Linked DNA regions of Sus scrofa: all the other regions are linked to region 3. A link is a contact called in public HiChIP or PLAC-seq data. All regions are on one chromosome and are shown on one strand. The core of a region is the stretch at or near the end of the contact, and the rest is flanking DNA. Distances in the headings are between cores, read along the strand shown.

Region 1 (4,924 bases), core at 1,303-3,802, 280 kb before region 3:
ATGTTGATCAGGGATGCTGTTGTTATTGTTGGTAGTGATTTTTTTCATTTTAAATCAGCTGCAACTGCTTGACATTATAGATGTTTCAACTGCTCCCATGGTGTGAATGCTAGATAAAACTCTGAAGTTCTAAGCTCTCTGGAAAAAGAAAGGATACCATTTTATACTATAATAACAAGATGCTTTTAAGTGTATATTTGTAAATATTTGTTACTTATTCTTCTTACCAGTTTCACAGTAATAATGTGTCCATTTTCAGAGGAGGACACTGTTGAAGTTTAAAAGTTTAAAAACTTGTCAAGGTCACAGAGTCTAGATTCATACCTAGGGCTATGTGACTCCAAAATAGGGATCTTCCTGCTGTGTCACACTGCTTCTGCCTCTTTATAAGTGATTATAGAGGCTTTATGGCTTCTAAAATATGCAATGTTTCTGAGTAATAATACTAGTAATTAATTGTACTACCTCATATTTGCGTATGCTTTATACTTTTTGCATGGTGCTTTATACTTTTCAAATTGATATAATGGCCATTAGTTCATATATTCTACGTAACTATCCTTTGAGGTAATCGTGGCAAGTATTATTATCCCTGCTTTTGGGTGAGTCAAATAACTCCAGAGAGGATAGTGATTTTTGCCTAATGTCAAATAACTTATTAGCGACAGACTAGAATAAGAGTTAAAGTCTTATTGCTCCCAATTTAGTGTTCCTGTGAAGTTTCTGACTTCCCTAAGGGAAGCCTGACTGCAGAGTAGATCATCTTTGTAAGTGCAGCTCGGTAAAATTCCTCTTCAGCTAGGTTATAGGTAAAGTTTTCTTTCTCTGAAAAGGCAAGTCTTTGGGCCGCCCAATTATTTTCTAGCAAAACCCACTGGGGAAGGTCTTGTCCTGTTAAGTCCTGACAGTTTCCTTTTTCCCCAAGGAAAGAATATTAGCATAAGGTTATTCTTGCTGTATATTGAGCTGGCTATTTCCTGCTGGAGTCTTTTAGCTCAGGATCTTGGTCCAAAAGGTGTTAAAAATTCTCTGGTCTAACTGGAATAGAGAGATTTTGGGGAGGAGGAAAAGTTAGCTTTGAAGACAAAATTTCCTTAATAGTTAATTTGTTGGGTAATGTAATATGCCAGTCACACTGTATATGTGGGGCAGCTTCTGAGTGTTGGTGGGAATATAAAAAAAAAAATTCGGTAATTCTTATTGTCAAGAAACTCGGGAGAGACAGTGTGGTGATGGAATAGCACACTTGGTTTGGGTTTTGGTGCTAAGCATAGTTAGCTGTGGGATTGCAGGCAAATTTCTGTCTTTCTCGAATTAGTTCCTTCATCTGAAAAGTAAGGAGATAGAACTAGGTAATTTTTAAGGGTAGTTTCATTTCTAAACTATTTCAGATCTTATCTCTTGTTAAGTTTTCTAGTACTAGTAAGTTCAGATATAAGCAAAGATGCAGAGATTCACTGTTGGGGAGCTGACTTTCAATAATGGAATAGTCCTTAAAAATAAAGTCCTAATCCATTTCATCAAGATTTTTTGGTGTCCCTAGAATAGCACTAGGTCAGGGTATAGTTCTTAGCTCTACCACTTCGCAATAATTTACCGTAGGTAATTTATTTCTTCATCCTGAATCTCAGTTTCCATATCTTTAACATAGCAATTTTCTTCATTCACTTAAAAACCTTGACTGAGCATTAAACATCATGCTAGATGCTGAGGCTATAAGATGATCCTTTTCCTTTAGGTGCTCAAAGTGTTTCTCTGCCAGGGACATTTGCAACTGAAGCCTTTTCTTTAGTAATGGAACCATAGAATCTTAGAGGTGGAAGAAATCTTAGCGGTATTAAGATTTTGAATACTCACTTAGAATGTGAGTTTATGAAGGCAGAAACTATATTTTGTTCACTGCCTTATCCCAAGAATCTACCACTGTGTCAGGCATATACATATATGTATTGAATGAATTAATAAAAGAATAGTGAGAAAAATAATGTTGGTTTTATGTAGCACCTTCCTTATCTGGAACCATATGTTTACATGTTAGACTGGCAACATGCCAAGGCTTATGGGCATCTCTATGACTAGAGAGGTAAACAGGGATATCCTCTGTGGGCATAATCATATTGGCTGTCTCTGCAATGAAATGTCTGACTTGTCATTCCTTGAATATGAATGTTGAAAGAGTTTCATGTGTTAGTTCTGAGAAAGGGTGGATTTGTTTGTTGATCTCTGCTCCCCAGGAAATTGTAGAACTCTGAAGCAGCAGTTTCCTTTACTTTGTGGCATAGAGTTCTGCAGCCATAACAAACTGTAGATAAATCTAAACTTGCCTGCTTTTTAATTTTTCTTCCTTTTCCAGGCCCTAGATCCCCTATTCTCCCCATCATACTTATAGCCCACCACACAGAGCTTCCATCACCCTTTATTTTACTTTCCCTTGGAGAATTATGCTGTGCTATATGGGGATAATTGATTTATTTTCAGGGTTCTAGATTTCCTCTGGTTTTCCTTTGGCATTTTCCTAAGCAGAGTCATGGGACTTGTTTTTCATGTATCTGTGTCACCACTGTGGTGGTGTATTGTGTTACAGAGATGCTTCACTGTCCAGATTCAGGGAGGGAGGAGTAAAGTTAGGCAACATGGAGGTGGAAAGCAACCAGGAGGGCTTTATTCATTACTTATCATCTTTTTTTTTTTTTTTTTGTCTTTTGTCTTTTTGTTGTTGTTGTTGTTGTTGTTGCTATTTCTTGGGCCGCTCCTGCGGCATGTGGAGGTTCCCAGGCCAGGGGTTGAATCGGAGCTGTAGCCACCGGCCTACGCCAGAGCCACAGCAACGGGGGATCCGAGCCGCGTCTGCAACCTACACCATAGCTCATGGCAATGCCGGATCGTTAACCCACTGAGCAAGGGCAGGGACTGAACCCGCAACCTCATGGTTCCTAGTCGGATTCGTTAACCACTGCGCCACGACGGGAACTCCTCATTACTTATTATTTTATTCTCAAGAGGGAGATGTGGATTTTTCTTCCAAGAACAGAGAAATGAGACCTGTCATTCTTGTGTTTAGTCATTTTCTATTTTGCAATCACTATTACGTCTCTATAACACAAGAGGCTTTTTTGTTTGTTTGTTTTTATTTTTCTTAAAAGGAAACCCCATGTTGCAAGGAAAGGAGCTTTGTTTGAAAGGACTTGGATTTTAGTTCTGGTCTTACTACTTTATAGCTAAATAACAATGGAAATTTATCTTCTCTGAGTCCTATTTGTAGAGGCTGAGTTTTTTGAGATGATGGACTACTGGTTTCAAGTTACTGTATGAATTAAAAGAAATGATGTACAAGAAAATGCTTCATAAATTATGAATTACATACAAATCTACATCACTTGCCTCTACTTTCATCATCTTTACATTATCAAGAATTTTTTGTTGCCTTTTTAAAGTAGAAATATACCTTGTATTTTTCTTCCCGACTTTTGCAAGATCCTAATCAAGTTTGAAGGATTTGGAAATCAACATTCTACTTTCCAGTTTTTTCTTGGATCTTCTTCAGGCCATTTCTCTGACACCCTAAATAGCTGTTGTGTGGGTCAGCCCAGAGGTGGTGGCATTTCACTGGTTCAAAATTATATGATTTTGGTGTAGAGTTGCAGAGCTTGTGCTAATAATGGTTGCTTAGTCTGAGGTATGCTATATAATTTGGTGTATTAATGAGAGGAAGTCAGGATGGATGCTTTATAAATCAGAGACTGCAAATATGGCACAGTTGGCACACTCTAATTTTTTTCTAAAGAGAAATGCTTCTCAATTTTCCTTTCTTCTTGTTTTCCCAGTAGCTTTGGATCTACTGCTCAGTTTTTTTTTTTCATACTATATGCAGGTACTCTTCTTTCCATATCTCCTTAATACAGTGTTTACAGCAGAAGTAATGTGTGAGTTTTATAATTTTTTAAGATGTGAGATTTGTTTAATCTTATCTATTGAGTGAAGATAATATTTGTAAAGTAGTCAAGGGAATGCTGACTCTGGATTGAGACTGCATGTATTTGGATCCTGCCTCTGCTTCTTATTAGCTGTGTAACCTTGTGACAAGTCACTTTGCTTTTATGTTCCTCACCTTCCTCTGTAAAATGGAGTATGTACATTATTCATCATTGTGAGGATTGAGTTCATTCATATATATATATATATATATGTGTGTATGTGTACACATACACATATATATGTATGTATATATATAGGGTTAGCTGTTATGGTTGTTATTACTAAAAATTTCCTATGATTAAGAATATTGGAGCCAATCAATACATTATTAAGCCCTAATATGTGCTTAGGATTCTGCCAGTTATCTTGGGGATACAAATTATATGACAAAATTCTTGTCCCCCTTTAGAGGCTTGATTGAAGGTAATGTAAGGCATATTTAGATAGTACAAATTGCCTGAAGAATCTGCTTCAGGGCGCATACATGGGTTGACTGATTGAGGGCATAGAACATAAACAGAACAGGGTACTGACAAATATAGGTCTGTCTTGATCAAGGTAAGTGAATGTTACAAGAAATAACTGCAGTAGGAATGCAATGGTGGGATAATATATTCTTGAAAGGCTTTTGGAGGAGGTAATATATTAGCTGAGCCTTGAATGTGTGATCTGGAAATGTAGAGATGAGGCAGCTTCTCATGGTGGAGAGAAGGAGTAGGGAATGGGAATAGGAACATCATAATGCAATGAAAAGGTTGTAGCCAAACAGACCAGGGTTAAAGCTCTGGTGCTGCCTCTTACTGGCTTTGTGACCTTAGGTAAGTTATTTAATTTCCCAGAGCTTCAGTTTTCTGTACTGTAAAATGGAGGCAATAACATTTACTTTTTTAGGTTATTATGGGTCTTAGAGCTAACCTATGGAAAGCAGCTAACATTGTTCTTGGCACAT
Region 2 (4,757 bases), core at 310-2,809, 450 kb after region 3:
CTTGCTCTTTCTGTCTTTCTCTCCATCTGTCTCTGTGTCTCTCGGTGTCTTAGCTTCATCATCCCTATTTATAGCTTAACATGCTTTCATATTTTCACAGCATATAAAATGTCCCTGTGTTACATAAAATAATACACGTTAGGTCTGGTTTGTAATTAGATCAGTGTTTCATCCCAAGTTCCACACGCAACAACACTGGACGTTGTTTCTCACCCCTTAGCCATAAATATTGCCAGGGCTGAGTATTCTGCCCTAACCCTTTTCTAGGTTTTGTTTTCCTAACTCCTGATGACAATCCTCCCGTCTGCCTCCTCCCTGCCTCGGAGGTGGGTTCAGCTTTCCTCCATAGCAGTAGCTCAGAGCAGCCCGGGACTGCCTCTCTGCAGAGCAGAGCAATAGCTCCATCAGCGAGCCATCAGAATCTCTAAACAGTCACAAAATTCATCTCCCCAGACTGCCCGAGAAAAAGGGTAGTTAGGTCTCTTTCCTCTATAATAAGGAGATACAATTATTTAAAAAAAAAAAAAAAGGAAGGAGAAATTGAGATTCATTTCTAACAGACTTGGACATGTGTTGGAGAATATTGTTGAGAACAATTAGAGATGTATGAGTGAGGGGTTTATTTCTCACTTGCTTGTCAGGTCAGAAGACAATCTGTTTATTTTCCTGCTACAATTTTATTCAATAAACTGAAAGGATAGGAGCCAGAAAAGAGGGTATGAACAGGATGTGTGCTATCAATTTGTCAAATAAATAATCGTGCTTGGAAACAACAGATTTTATTAATTAGACAGGATGGTGTATTATTACCATTAAAGTGTTATATTGCATTAATTTTTATATTTTACTCGGCTACTAATTACTGTAAAAGATTTCGGGAATGAAGCAAAATAAAATCATGCAGCATTATACATAATGTAAAGATTGCGTGAATTAATTTGTCCGCTGCTCCCCGCCCGCCGCTGTCGGGAGTGGAAGAGGCAGGCGCGGAAGCGGCCTTCGCCGCAGGAGAGTTCTCGCACCAGCACTTCTACTCCCTCCCGGTTGAGGGAGGCAGCTGGTAAGACCTAGGGTTCAAGACCGGGCTCAGCTACTCACTGACTGGCAAATCACCTCTCTGAAGGCACGGTTTTTCCCTTTTGTAAAAGTAAACACCCCTTTTCTGCCTGCCTCGCAGGGTGATTGTAAAGATCTAACGAATTCTCAAGTGTAAAAGTGCTTTAAAATGTCAGAGGTTGTGAGAGGGGATGAGACCCAGTATTACTTATTAGAGGAGGCAGACAGGCGGGCCAGCTCTGTTAGGGTCCGGATGCTGGGCAGGGGGAGGCTGTACCTTTCGGGCTTGGGGAGCGAATTAGGGCCCTCGAAGGCCACCCAGAGGCCATCGCAGCTACTTCCCTCGCTAAACATCGCGTCGGAGTGGAGGCAAAACTAGCCCAGGGCCACACCGGAGCTGAGCCACGAGTCTGAAACGCAGACCAGAGAGAAGCCACTCCAGATTAGACCCAGGCGCTTCTTACAAGGGGACCCCGCACCTACTCATCAGACCGAACTGGGTTGTAATTCTGCACAGACACAGCCGGCTCTGTGGCCACGGCCAAATCTCTTAACCTCTGTGAATGGCAGTTTCTTCAGTTAAAAAAAAAAAAGTTATTTGCGTAGGAAATGAATTCCCACGCCAGCCACACATTCTGGCTAAGAAGGTAATGGGCAAGGCCTTCGCCAGGGGTAAAGGTCCCCAAGGGCTCCCCGTGGCAGCACAGCCGCTTCGGCGCACCGGGAGCCCCGAGGAGCCCGCCATGTCCTGCTCAGGGCGCTGCCTCCCAGGTCCTCGCTGACCTCGGCCGGAGCGGAGCGGAGCCGCAGGGTCCCGGGACAGCCCCCTCGCCCCACCCCGGGGGCGTTTCTCACCAGCGCGGCCGAAGCCCAGCCACGTTTTTCTCCTGGCTGGGTCTCCAAAGCCCCAGAAGGCGACTACAGAGATTTCTCACGACCCACTGCCACCTACTGTCCGAATCTGGGAACTGCAGGGCAGGGCATACAGGCCTCTGAAGGGGAGGTGCCGATAGGCAGGGCTGCCCAGGACTGAGGATGGCAGAGAACAGTGTTCAGGTCCCTCTGACTGGACCCTCCCATCACACCCTGTTCCTTTTGTTCTGAGTATCCTTTTGCAGTTGTGTGAGAGCAACTTAGCTGGGCCATCTGAAGCCCCGGTTCTCTGGCTTGCACTGTTATGGGCACTAGGGGAAACAGGAGTACTAGGAAAAGCCCCTTGTACCCCATCTGACCACAGCTCCCTTTAGAAGGTCTGAAAATCCTGCCTCTGGATTTGGAGGGCTATTTCTGATCAGTCAAAGTGAACCAATTGTGGGTCTTCCAAAGAATGGCCGCTGTCCCTGTTTCTAGCTTCCAGAGGGTTAGAACTTCACCTGTCGTGACAGTCTAACCTCATTCTGAGTCAGGCATGCCCCTCAGCCTTCCCTATGCCACCAGGATCTCTTATGTCACCCTCTTTTAGGGCATTCATCCTGACCTCTAGTATGGCCTTACTGGCTGTGTCATCTTAGACAGGTCATGGTACTTCTGTGAACATTCTTTTTAAATCAGTAGAAGTAGGGAAGTTCCTACTGAGGCTCAGCGGTAACAAGCCTGACTAGTGTCCATGAAGACGCAGGTTCGATCCCTGGCCTCGCTCAGTGGGTTCAAGATCCGGCGTTGCTGTGAGCTGTGGTGTAGGTCGCAGATGTGGCTCAGATCTGGTGGTGTTGTGGCTGTGGCTGTGGCATAGTCTGGCAGCTGTAGCTCCAATTTGACCTCTAGCCAGGGAACTTCCATATGCCATGGGTGTGGCCCTAAAAAACTGCAACAAAAAATGAGTAGACGTAGGAATAATAATGATATGCAGGAAGCCCATCAAAGAAGGCTGTAGCCAAGACTGACCAGGAAGCAGCCTGACACCTGGGGATGTTTCCCTTGGGCCTTCAAAAGACTGCTCATGGCTGTGGTCTGAATGTTTGTGTCTCCCCAAATTCACATGTTGAAATCCTAACCTACAAGGAGATGGTATTTAGAGATGGGACCTTTGGCAGTTTAGATCATGAGGGTAGAGCCCTCATGAATGGGATTAGTGCCCTTATAAAAGAGGCCTGAGAAAACTCCCTTGCCCACTTCCCCATGGGAAGTTACAGTGAGAAGACAAGAAAGTGGTTCCTCACCAGACACTGAATCTGCCAGGTCTAGGATCTTGGACTTGTCAGCATCCCAGAAACCTGAGAACTAAATGTTCGTTGTTCATGAGCCACCTCAGTTTACGGTATTTTGATATAGCTGCCTGAATGGAGTAAGATGCTCACTGATCCAAGATGATACAAACTTGCATGCAGCAGAGGCCTATGATCTTTTGAATAGCAGTTGGTGGATGGCAGGACGTGGAGTTGTGGGGAAGGTGGCGGGGAAAATGCTATTGTTCTCTCATAGAAAATTCTTTTTTTTTCTCTTTTGCCTCAAAGCACACGTCACCACTTATAATTCATTTAAATTCTGTATGTACTTGTGCAGTGTCGGATTCTCTGCAGACTGCGAGCTCTATGAAAACTAAGACCATGTCTGTTCTTTAAACCACTGTACTTCCTTCTGTGTCTAGCACTGTAACTGGCACATGGGAGACATTCAATAAATATGTATTGAATGAATGAATGAATAAATGAATGACTATAACCATTTATTTATTTGTTCCAGAGACAAATATCACCCAGGCCCTTTCTAGTTCTTCCAAAATAATCCATCTCCTGGTGTTACTCACAGAGTGCTCATCTCCTAAGTCCTTCTTCCTCATTGAGTTTTCTCTGTTATCCCCATCCTTAGCGCAGGCCTCCTACAGTTTCTTTCTTTTATAACAAACATCTATACAAAATAAACAGAGGAGGCTGATGGCTATGTTTGATTTCTCCTTGGTTTTGTCTTTTGATGTTGTAAACTACACAAGGTAGAACTAACTTTTTTTGTGTGTGTGTGTGTGTGTCTTTTTAGGGTCATGCCTATGCCATATGGAGATTCCCAGGCTAGGGGTTGAATCCGAGCTCTAGCCGCTGGCCTGCACCACAGCCACAGCAACGCCAGATCTGAGCTGTGTCTGCGACCTACACCACAGTTCATGGCAACACTGGATCCTTAAACCAGTGAGCCAGGCCTGGCATGGAAACTTCATCCTCATGGATACTAGTCAGATACTAGCCAAGATGGGAACGCCATAGAAATGACAGTTGTTCTCATTCTCCAGATGAGGAGCCAGATAGTTAAAGAGATGGATTGACTTTTGTTAGCGCTAGTGAGTGACAGGGGCACAGTTAAGTCCCTGGTCTTCTGGCTCTTAAATCACATGACATTCCTCCCTTCCAGGCACCTCTGTTCACCATCCCATGTGCAATGCAGTCCCCTTTTTATGTCCTGGCACTGATGGTTCATGGCAACCCATGTGAGGATGGTTCTCCAGAAAATAACCATGGAAAAAATGATAAAAAGACTCTCAGGAACACTGTGGTGCCTACGGTTGGCTTCTACTTCCCTTCCAGTGGCCATCAGGGCACTTGGAGGACATTTCAACACACATACCTCCATAGGTTCTAGCATGGTCTCTGGAGCCAGATATGCTAGGTTTATACACTGTCCTTGTCACTGTCCAGCTCTGTGACCTTGGGAATTTATTTAAGGTCTCTATGCCACAAGTGCCTCATCTGTAAAATAGGAGTAATGTAAGT
Region 3 (5,014 bases), core at 1,656-4,155:
AAAACAAAGAAGTATTAAAATAATGATGAAAAAAATCATTATATAAAAAATGATGGTTAAACCCTCAGTATTTGAGCAGTTAAAAAATATATGATAATAAATTGAATTTCAATACAGTGGATAAAGATTGTATTCTTATAATTTACTGTACTTATTTTTTAATTTTCTAAAATAATCTAGGGAATAGCATCTAACTAGGCATTTTTACTTCTTCTTTGCTATTCCTTATATGATTTGAAGATAAAAAATACACCAATATTTTACCATGAAAAAAGCGTCGTTTCGAACATTTCAACTGAGTCTACATATAAAGAATTTTTGCAGTAGTTTGGGAAGGTTTTGTCACAAGCCTCATCCAGAAAGTCTTAAAGGTGTTACCCATTGTAGACTGCCTGGTAGAGCTAGAAATCTTGCCTAATGGAAGTAGCAATCCTACCTCTCTTCCAAGTCCTCACCTTCTCCCTTACTGGCAGGGAAACACTGCAGTTGGCAAAAATCTAAAAACAAACCTTACTCATAGTCAACCTAATCTATCTTCCCCCTTTCCATAGCTATGCTGTTGAGTGTCTTCTTGAGTCAGAGGCAGAAATAAGAAAACAGCACCATTGTTTGGTCCTATAACCAAGTTTCTATGAAAGAGAGTGTCTAGGTCCTAAACCTGCTTTCTATTCTTTGGTGTGGTCAATACCCTGGATTTAGAAATATGTGTTCTGTTTCATGAGTTCTGACAGTATGTTTTGTCTTTTTTTTTTTTCTGAATATGCTACTAAACAGAAAGGTCATGTCTCCCACCCACAAATTAACCCAAGGCTAAAGGGCCTAAGTGACCGTTTTGGCAGGAGTTTGGACACCTTTGAACATGGTGGTGGCCACTCTTACAACCACAAACAGATTGAGGTATGAATGCTTCCATTGGTGCTTCATTGGGTGGGGGACTGGATTGTTCAGTCATATTCTAGGCTTTTTTAAAAAGTGGCAAACACTCAGCCTAAACGCTAAAATGTAATCCTTCCCTTTTTCTTATTCTTAAGGAGGCTCATTTTTACTCCTTTTCTTTCAGAGAAAAAGGCAAACCCCATGCCTCTGAAGTAGACTGTTTATTGCTATATATTTAGGCAAATTCTTTACATTCTGAGTACTTTCAAAAACCATCTTTATTTCTCCTAGCTTTTTAATATATAGAGTTGTATACTATTTTAAAACACTTAAACATTAAAAAAAAAACCCTCATTTGACTATATAACAACCTATGGAGTTGATAAAGTATAATCCTGCTTTTATAGACAAAACATCAGAGATTCAGAGATATTAAGTTATTTAACTGAGGCTACAGAATATTCTTGGAGCTCTGGAGTCCTGTCATGGCTCGGCAGTAACGCACCCAGCTACTACCCTGAGGATATGGGTTTGATTCCTTAGCCTCATTCAGGGGGTTAACAATCCAGTGTTGCCATGAGCTGTGGTGTAGGTAGCAGATGTGACTCAGATCCCATGTTGCGGTGACTGTGGCATAGGCCGGCAACTGCAGCTCCAATTTGACCCCTAGCCTGGGAACTTCCATATGCTGCAGGCGTGGCCCTAAGAAGAACAAACAAACAAGCAGAAAACTCTGAGCCAGAATTATTACACAGTTAGGATTTCTAACTCTACCTAATTTGGGTTTCCTAATTTAGTTTTCTCTGGCTAAAGTGGAGTTGAGTGCCTGGGCATGAGTGATTGTTTTTTGCCCCATAAAATTCTAAGATATCTCTTTCATATTTAAATTCCAGTAAAGCTCTTTGTTGTTTTTGTGGGCTCTTCTTACTACACGGGTGAAGAAGACTCATATGGCTCTTTTGAAAACAAAGCCCCTTTCTGCTATGGGGATCTAGTCTTCCTTTCTCCAATATCATGCTTAATTCTTCTCCTATATCACTGGTGTACCTCTCTGGCTTGCCAGGTATCTGTTGAATCACCAAAAAAAAAATGGAGACAAGTTACCTAAATACACTTTAACTTTCTTGGTTAGCTCTAATACTAAATTTATGTTCTAACTTAGGATGGTAAACCCAATTCAGAACAAGAAAACATTTACATCTAGCAAAGTTGTATATTCAGCTTCCATTGGCCCTACCAGTCAATGCATATCAAATTCTATGTAATCAATAAAGTGTCCCTTTGACATTATCTTTTCTGCTGTGTGTGGATCTGCATTTTTAGAAAATGATAGAGAATGCTCACTTCTGAGAAGAAAGAAGAGGACAAGATCAAAGGCCACCTTGGAAGTAGCCTAAGGAAGAGTTCAGAGCTTGTCACTTGCTTCCTCTTTCCTGTTTTCCTTTGACGTATAAGTATATAGGGGGTTTCCATCCACACATGACAGGGCATATACTGTTAGAGTATCCACTGTCTTCTATACAGCCAGAAGGAATTTCTTTTCTAAGGCTTTCTTTTGGCTGTAGAGAAGGTGCCCTATTTCTAGACATTCGGAAAGTCAACTGTGCTTACAATTGCTGAGCAGAGAGATCACTGGACATTAAGAACAAGCCTTTCTGTGTGATGACAGTTAGCAAGCTTACATACTCAGGACAGATTGTTTGTTAAACTTTTAAGTGCTTGGAAGAATGTGGAAGCAGGTGGCCTTGGCTCAAATTCAAAACTTCCTCTCCTCTTTGACTTTCATTTTCTCTTAAGGTATTACATTCTATCCCATCAATCTTCCCTTAGTTAGTTTTCTATCCAATCTCTTCTTTTACCAATTTTTCACTTAGGGTGACTTCTCTTCCCCCCACTGTCAGAGACCCCTGATGCTGTCAATCCTGGCTTCTGTTGGGTTTCTGGAAACTGCTATGTCTTATACGTGAGTGCCAGATTTGTGTAGTGATGCAGCAATACTGATCTAGTAGTACAACATATGTCTCATGTCTGTCAATTTAATTAGGCTAAATACAGAACCCATTAAGGCAGAGGCCCTCATAGCTTTGCAGTTTAAGTCTGGGCTGGTTTGAGAGTTTCCTGGGTTTTTGTTTATTCTTGCTCTTGCTCTGTTCTCTTGCTTCCATTTTTTGCACCTTTTTCCTCAATGTCAGGAAACCTTTGCTTTGTTTGCTTGTATGGTACACTGCTTAGGAAAGATTGACCTTGTTTGAAAGGCAGGTTTCTCAGACTTTCCTGGTGTGAATATAACATGTTTTTGGGGTTTCCATGAACAGCATGGTAGACACCCATATCTAAGCTGCTACAGACACTAACATTTTAAATCTTGAGTAATAGTAAAGAGAAAATGTAATAATATCTTGCTGTATTGATTTTAAAGTCTACTTTCTTTTCTAGCTAGGATTTTCTCTACTCTTTTGACAAGCTAAAATGTCACAGCACTGTCAACAATTATGATCATGATAAACTGAGGATACTGAGAAAGCATTACAATTATGTTAAAGCGTTTTATTTCTAATTGGAGATTCTTAGGAAGAAAATCCACAACACATACATTCCACCACCACCTCAACACATACCCTGCTGTATTGCTTGCTCAGAAGTGGTCTTTTCTACCTGACAATGCAGTTAATTTGTCTTTCAAAGGTTGTCACTTCTAACATTAACGGGCCTGGGTAAACCTTAGCAGCATTTATAGTGATACTCCGGAAGCCTGAAACTTTGATAACAGATAGAGAAAAGGTATTTAAAGTGGTAAGATCCTCTTTACACTAGTATATCTCTGTTCTTTCTTTCTTTAAAATAAGAAAGACTTAGGAAAGATTTTTTTTTTTTTTTTTGTACTCTGTGCTGATCTAAGGCATGATTTTCTCTGCCTCAGGGGCACAATATTAGGAGAGAGAAGGCCAAAGAATGCTATTTTTAGTTGAACAGTTCAGCAGATGGAGGCACGAATACTCATATATCTGAAGGTTGAGGAACTTGAACCATTAATTTTGATAATGTATTTAACCCGGGGAACAATCAGAAACTGTAACTCTAAGGTTACAGTGCTTTTGACCTTTAGAGAACAGAGGGCACTTGCTACAGTAAACAATATATTATATTGCTACTTATTCCAATTCTCTACCCGTATAAATTTCAGGACCAGTTGCCATTTGCTTTCCTCAGCTATGTTAGCATTGGTCCTTCAAGTAAGTCAAAAGGGGGGACCAGTATAATGAGACAGTCATGTAAATATGGCCTTTAAATAGCTAAGATGTTAGATTGTTTCTGAAGAAATATTGTCTTAGAAACTAAGCTCTGAATGATTTTTTTAAATGAAAAGTGGTTTTAGTGTATTGATTCATTTTATGTTCTTTCTTCCAATATGATAGATCCTTAAAGTAATCTTGTTTTGTTTCATTTTTTAATTGGAAGTAATGTTGCATTATTGTTGTAGTTTATATTAAATACAATCTGTTATCATATCATGCAAAGTGATACACCTGTCTCATGCCTTCTTATTTAAATGATGCATGCTTCTCTTTAGCAAATACAGCAGTTAAATATCACACAGTTTAAGAATTTCTAATTAAAATATCTCCACATGTCAGCATATTGGTAATGTATTATTTTAATCCATTTATTTTGTTTATGAAACAGTGACATATGTTTAGATTGTGAAATATATGAGCCTTAAAAATCACTTTATTGAAGAAAATTAATTCCTACAATACTGTCTCGGTAATGTGTTCACTCACCCAGTCAGTCACTGGCGGCAGTGCCAGTCTTAATGTAAGGTAGACACACTTAGTTTTATCTGTATAACAGTCTTGGAAAGAAGCAATAACAGTCCTTTTTCTTAGTTCCAAATGATAGACTTTTCTTCCTTTACTTTTTTTTAAACTCATGAATTCAAACCTGTCCCCTCAAAACACTTTTTGGTACTTTTTTTTTGTTTAATACAATGAAGGATGGGGTGAGTGTGTGTGTGAGGAATTCTGAAAGACCAATCAAAATTAAAAACAAGCTAGTTACCTTTTCAAAGTTAGACATAGTAATTTGTTTGTCAGCAGGGAGATGTTTGGGTCAGCCCTGAAATAAAGTGACTGTCAGC

What was found. HiChIP or PLAC-seq counts read pairs in DNA pulled down with a chosen protein or histone mark.
Region 1: an H3K27ac HiChIP or PLAC-seq map of skeletal muscle shows a contact between it and region 3, with 3 times the contacts expected there. The contact joins two enhancer-like sites. A contact is called at or near these places in 1 of 47 Hi-C or Micro-C datasets (embryonic fibroblasts) and 1 of 2 datasets of contacts at active chromatin or transcription factors (skeletal muscle).
Region 2: an H3K27ac HiChIP or PLAC-seq map of skeletal muscle shows a contact between it and region 3, with 7 times the contacts expected there. The contact joins two enhancer-like sites. A contact is called at or near these places in 2 of 47 Hi-C or Micro-C datasets (embryonic fibroblasts and fetal skeletal muscle) and 1 of 2 datasets of contacts at active chromatin or transcription factors (skeletal muscle).

The regions. Positions count from the first base shown.
Region 1 is chr2:42,663,844-42,668,767 of Sscrofa11.1, forward strand. The region is part of intron 3 of SOX6 (transcription factor SOX-6); the gene reads left to right. Among named protein-coding and RNA genes, the nearest start is that of SOX6, 220 kb to the left of the region's middle. Within about 2 kb of position 2,553, at least 3 of the 83 cell types and tissues checked have an H3K27ac peak or open chromatin away from gene starts, as enhancers often do. A contact at or near this core is called in skeletal muscle, where this site is marked.
Region 2 is chr2:43,399,877-43,404,633 of Sscrofa11.1, forward strand. No RefSeq gene overlaps it. Among named protein-coding and RNA genes, the nearest start is that of INSC, 610 kb to the right of the region's middle. Within about 2 kb of position 1,560, at least 53 of the 83 cell types and tissues checked have an H3K27ac peak or open chromatin away from gene starts, as enhancers often do. A contact at or near this core is called in fetal skeletal muscle and skeletal muscle, where this site is marked.
Region 3 is chr2:42,948,231-42,953,244 of Sscrofa11.1, forward strand. SOX6 (transcription factor SOX-6) reads left to right here. Exons shown (of 18, transcript XM_021085342.1): 11 at 775-897. Among named protein-coding and RNA genes, the nearest start is that of SOX6, 500 kb to the left of the region's middle. Within about 2 kb of position 2,906, at least 5 of the 83 cell types and tissues checked have an H3K27ac peak or open chromatin away from gene starts, as enhancers often do. A contact at or near this core is called in fetal skeletal muscle and skeletal muscle, where this site is marked.